Linked DNA regions of Sus scrofa: region 1 is linked to region 2. Evidence: chromatin contacts called from public HiChIP or PLAC-seq data. All regions are on one chromosome and are shown on one strand. Each heading gives the region's core, a stretch centred on a gene start, on an enhancer-like site or on the middle of the called end of the contact. The rest is flanking DNA. Distances are from core to core; before and after follow the strand shown.

The links. HiChIP or PLAC-seq counts read pairs in DNA pulled down with a chosen protein or histone mark.
Region 1: an H3K27ac HiChIP or PLAC-seq map of alveolar macrophages shows a contact between it and region 2. The contact joins two enhancer-like sites. A contact is called at or near these places in 1 of 47 Hi-C or Micro-C datasets (embryonic fibroblasts) and 1 of 2 datasets of contacts at active chromatin or transcription factors (alveolar macrophages).

What each region holds. Positions count from the first base shown.
Region 1 is chr10:9,057,596-9,060,295 of Sscrofa11.1, forward strand. The region is part of intron 5 of LYPLAL1 (lysophospholipase-like protein 1); the gene reads left to right. Among named protein-coding and RNA genes, the nearest start is that of LYPLAL1, 110 kb to the left of the region's middle. Within about 2 kb of position 1,301, at least 9 of the 83 cell types and tissues checked have an H3K27ac peak or open chromatin away from gene starts, as enhancers often do. A contact at or near this core is called in alveolar macrophages, where this site is marked.
Region 2 is chr10:8,897,003-8,899,702 of Sscrofa11.1, forward strand. The region is part of intron 2 of LOC102164422; the gene reads right to left. Among named protein-coding and RNA genes, the nearest start is that of LYPLAL1, 48 kb to the right of the region's middle. Within about 2 kb of position 1,374, at least 7 of the 83 cell types and tissues checked have an H3K27ac peak or open chromatin away from gene starts, as enhancers often do. A contact at or near this core is called in alveolar macrophages, where this site is marked.

The DNA of each region.
Region 1 (2,700 bases), core at 51-2,550, 160 kb after region 2:
CAAACTGTCCAAGTTAAAAGACCCTACATGCTCATTTTTCTTCCATCCTAATCCCTCCTTTTTTTGCTTTTTTTCAGGGCTGCACCCATGGCATATGGAGGTTCCCAGGCTGAGGGTCCAATTGGAGCTATAGCTGCTGACCTACACCACAGCCAGAGCAATGCAAGATTCGAGCCGCATCTGCAAACTACACCGCAGCTCATGGCAACCCTGGATCCTTAAGCCGCTGAGCCATGCCAGGGATCGAACCCAAAACCCCGTGGTTCCTAGTCGAATTCGTTTCCACTGTGCTGTGACAAGAACCCCCATCCTAATCCCTCTTCACTCTGCTGTGAGATTGTCTAAAATAAGGACTGCATGTTATTCACGGATGTGTTTCTACTGCCCAGCATATACTTCATAAATACTTGCCCATAACAAGAGAACCAAAGTCTTTGGTCACGAAAGAGAGATTCCCATGCCAAATTCCAGGCTCAAAGACTACAACCCACAATAACTCTAGTTTTGCTTACTAGTCCTTGAGTTGAGTGCATAAAATAGATTAAAATTTGACCAAGGTCATCAGGGAATTGTGTGTTTAGAGTAAGACAGAGCAAACGAAGGAAGTCCTAGGGTTGCTCATTCCCCGATGAGATCACCATGTCCTCAAACACTCACCAAGAGGAAGTGGAGAACCCCTAGGGCATCCCTGGGAAAAGGGACAGGGACATATTCCCAGAGGGCAGATTTGAAGGCTGGCATATGGGGGTGAACTCCATGAGACTGGTTCTGGGGCTGCTGAAGACCGCTGGAGACCAGCCAAAGATGCTGCCTGGTGACAAAGGGCCAATTCTGGGGGATGCTGCAGGAACATAAAAGAGCCAGTCTTTTCCGATTCTTCCTGTACTGGCCTAGAAATATCCGCAGAGAAAGCATTTCCCTGAGTTCATCACTCTGTTCGAATTCACCTCACTCTGTAGCGTGACTTCTCTTGGTACCACTATGGCCAAGTTTCCCTTCACTGATGTTTCTCCACAAGGGGAAACCACATACCCTGCCCCCCCCATTGCACAATGTATTAGTCATTTAAACACGCCCGTCTAAACCCCAACCTCTGGCCTCTCTCATTAGCTCCGTTGATAAATGTATCCATTCTGATTCTAAAAAGAGTAGGGGCTGCAGCCTCGGGATGGAGATGCTGCTGGCTTCACTAGATCAACAGATGTTCCCAATAGAAACAAACTCATTCTTGAGGACAATGAGGTGAATAACTTCTCGAGGTGTCAAAACCCTCGAGCCGTGATTTTGCAATCAGATAACATTAGGCTATATGTCATGGAATGTATTTTTCCTTTCTTGCAAATGATTCTTACGCCTTTTACACTTTTAAGCATTCTTCCCCAAATCAAGCAAACCAAAGCAAAATTGTTTACTTGAAACTTCTAAGAAATAAAAAAGGCGATAGTTTACATAGGTTTTCTCCAAGTTTAAATTGTATTATAGCTGGAAAAAACCCAACACATCAGGAGCCTTAGGGTTCCTGTGTGTAATTTTCCCCTTTCTCACGGATCCTGTTTTCTGTCGCAGGTATTCAGTATTCTGTTGTTTCTGAGGTCTTATGAGATACATGTTCAAATTAAAAATCAAACACGTAAACATTGCTGCAAGGGAAAACCAGAGAAGCTGAAGTTAGCCTCAGTTTTAGATTTTAATGCTGCATTCTACATGCTAGTTTGTTGAAACAAGGCTTTTTTTTTTCTTTGATCTTAGGTGTTAAAATAGGAAAGTTCAGCGTGAAATTGGCTCCTGGTGTGAAATGCAAGACGTAAAGTTCAAAGATACTAGTGAAATCCAGACCTTGTTTTATTCATTAACTCCTATAAGCAAGGACAACTATTTAGCTAAACAAACCTAACTTGAGACCTAACCTGATGGTTTAATGTACCCAGAGGCTGATTTTCCTTTCCTGAAACAGGAACACTTGGGGAAAAGTCACAGAGTGTGACATAAGAAGCTGCAGGTGACAACACATGGACTAAGGGTTGGCCAGTCATGGAATTAGAAGATGCATTGAAAAAAAAAAAATCTGGGGTAGAATACCTTGTGGGGAGGAGGGAAAAATAGGAGAGATGAGTGGGACACAGACCCTTGTGCTTATGGCCTGACAACAGTCCTGCTTTCTCCAGAAGCTTCGTTGTCTTCTACCAGGGAGTTGGCTTTGGGAGAGGCAAGGGCCAGGGCATGGAGACCCATGGGCAAACGCGAAGCATCACTGGCCATCTGTCTGCCCTGTGAGGTTGGCCAGAGCTGAAACGGGCAGAGCCCTGCCTGTGTCATGTGGTGTCAGGAAATTCCTGCCAACTTCTCTGGAGAGCACACGGCCTTGACTCCGGCCTTTGTTACCGTTGCTCCGACCCAAACAGGTACCAGAGGGGCCCAGGGGCAGGGAGGACCACAGTTCCCATGGAGCTGGTGTTTCTTCAACAACATATAAAATGAGCCTCAATGATAGCGGACGAGATTTAGAAAGGATGAGAGCAAAGGCAAAAACAATCCCGAGAGCCCTGGAGAAAAGTGGAGTCGATTCCCATGGTGGCTTTTCTTCCCCCACGACAGTATTGATGGAGATACGTTTTCAGCTTTGGCGAAGCCGTGTACCCCTGCCTGTGTACACACAGACACACACCGCATACCTGCCACCACCCTGGAACAGAGGCTGTG
Region 2 (2,700 bases), core at 124-2,623:
AATCTCAGAATAACACATGAGGCACTCTGAAATTGGGATCCAAGCATCGGGGTTTTTTCCAAAGCATCCCAAGTGATTCCAGTGTGTGGTCAAGCATGAGAGTCACTGGTCTACGCTCCTACACAGCATGTGCAGACACTGTCGCGGCCCTTCACACCTTGCATCAAATCTGTCTGGCCTTGCGATAATCTGGTCCTTTATTTTATTTTTTTCACTTCATGTCTAGAGCCTCGCATCATGCCTAGTATACAGTAAGTGTTCAATAAATGTTAAATTAGACAGAAGAGACTGAGAAATTGCTCCAGTTTCCTCTGGATAATTTTTCCTCTTATACTGACCAGGAAAAGACCCAAAACTGGTTAGGAAGAGATGACCGGGTGCAAGTTGAATTTTTGTTTGTTTTGAATATTTAAACCACTGGCTGTGAATTTTAAAAGACAGTTAAGAAAGCTATTAAAATCTCATCTCTGAGGAAAAACATCTTTTTGATATGCAGTAGTTAACTTTTAGAGTGGAGGTCATTGAACTAAAAACCAGGTGGTGAATTTATTAATAAATTTTAACAATTACAGATTTATTAGCATTTCTAAAAACACTTTTTTCTCAGTATTCTCAAACACTGGTCCTAGTATGTTAATATACTTAAGAATGAACATGCAACGTTGTTAAAAATTCAGTGTCCTGGGCATTAATCTCAGAATTTCAGATTCTGGAGGTCCAAGGTAGAATAAAACATCTAAGTAGTTTGGGTTTTTTACTATGCCCAATGAATATTTTATTCTCTATACAGATGTATACTATCTCAGGCTCTAATCACAATATGTCAGGAAGCAATATAGGTAGAAATTATTACTATTTAAGAAAAATAAGATGCCACTATCAAAAGATTAATGTCAGAATATCTCTATAATAAAATATTTTCAAGATCAGCACTCTAAATCACATTAGGGGCCTTATTTGACACCAAATTAATAAAAGACATTATCATTCATGCTCAAATAATATTGTTGGCCATACAAGATTAAACTAATACAGCCCAAACTAGTTAGATCTCTGTCTCCTTTAAAAACAATTCCCTTCATGCCTCTGCTCTTGTTATTATATGATTTGGTTTGCTCCCAGTTGACACTGGCTGCCAGTGTTGTCAATCCTACAGGAGCAATTATCAGATATACTAATATTCTTGGTTGTGATAACAGAATCCACTGTACTTACTTCAAGCAGAAAGGGTTTTATTACGAGATTTGGGTGGCTCACAGAATCATCTAAAGGCCAAGGAAACAGACTTTAGGCTAAGTTCCAGGAATGACTCCCAGAATCACACTCCCAACCGGCCCACCCGGGAAGCTGATGTGTCTGCCAAAATAAGGAAGCTAGAGATTCAGGAAGCTGCTATTAACAGCTCTGCCACAGTCCACTCTGAGAACGGGAGGCATCGCACCCGTTGGCTTGCAGGGCTAAACCACAATCTTTCCCAGGTGCATATGATTTCAAGAAACCAAATTAAATGTCTGGTCCCAGCAGGAAGGGATTCTACCTTGGAAAGTGGGATTTACATTGTAGGGAACTACACAAGTACAGAAATGATGTTCCAAGGTTTTACAGTAGCCAATGGCCCTGTACTAGGTAAGTCACCACAATGATTAACTTTCTGCTTCCCTGAAACATTCCTGAACGCTTTTAGCTTTTTGCTGCATATCCTTAAATAAAACAAAAATCCCTCCAAGTTCCTTTAAGCATCGTGGCTGCTTCAAAATCAATGACTGCAATATTTTTACTTTCACTTGGACTCTTCATTTCACCCTTAAAGATGTGTTTATTCTCCAGGTTTTTATGGGTAACAAAATGGATTTTGCTTGTTTTGACATGTTTGAGTCAGAGGCTCCATGTGGATACAGTTTCGGCTGATACCTCACCCTTTGAATTTATGCAGATTTTTTTTTTTTCCATTTTGGGAGTATATGAAAATGTTTCATTCTTGAGGGGAAGTAGAGAATTAAAAAACCCTGTCTGCACAGCGGGCTGGAAAGAGAATAGTCAATGTCCTTTAATAATGTGTACCTACAGCAAAAAGGAAAAAGATGTCAAATGTGATGTGTTTACCAACATTATCTGACATTTCCCAGCATCCAAGTGTGATCCATAACAAAAACAAAAGAAAAAGAAAGGAAAGGCTATGTGCCTTAGTTTAGATAAAGCTACCTGACATTTGGGAGGAATGGAAATTAAAGAACTACACAGAATACCGCTGAATGTGACAATTCCATAAAGCAGCATGAGTTTCCTTTAAACAAAGAGGGAGGTGGCTTGAAATTAACACCGGGCTTAGCTCACTGCCTCTCTCTCCTGTGAATTATCTAGTACAAATACAATGCTTGTGAAGCGCTTCTAGGAGTCCATTAGCACTCACTGTTGGAATTTCTGCATGTGCGCTTAACGAAAACGTTCCAAATCATCTCATGATACCCAATTTGCTCAAACTTTATTTTGGCTGAAAGGTTTGGTTTTTTGTTTGGTTTTGGTTTTTTTCCTTATTGTACCAATTGGTCAAGATTTTGAAGTAGCCAGAAATCTTTATTCTCAGTAATCTTAATCCCCTACCTGGGAGCCTAAGTGTCCCCCTCTGGTGTTACCTAGGGATCAGGATCTTGACACGTCTACCTTTTAACCCTCATTCCAAATGTATCACCTGATGCAATC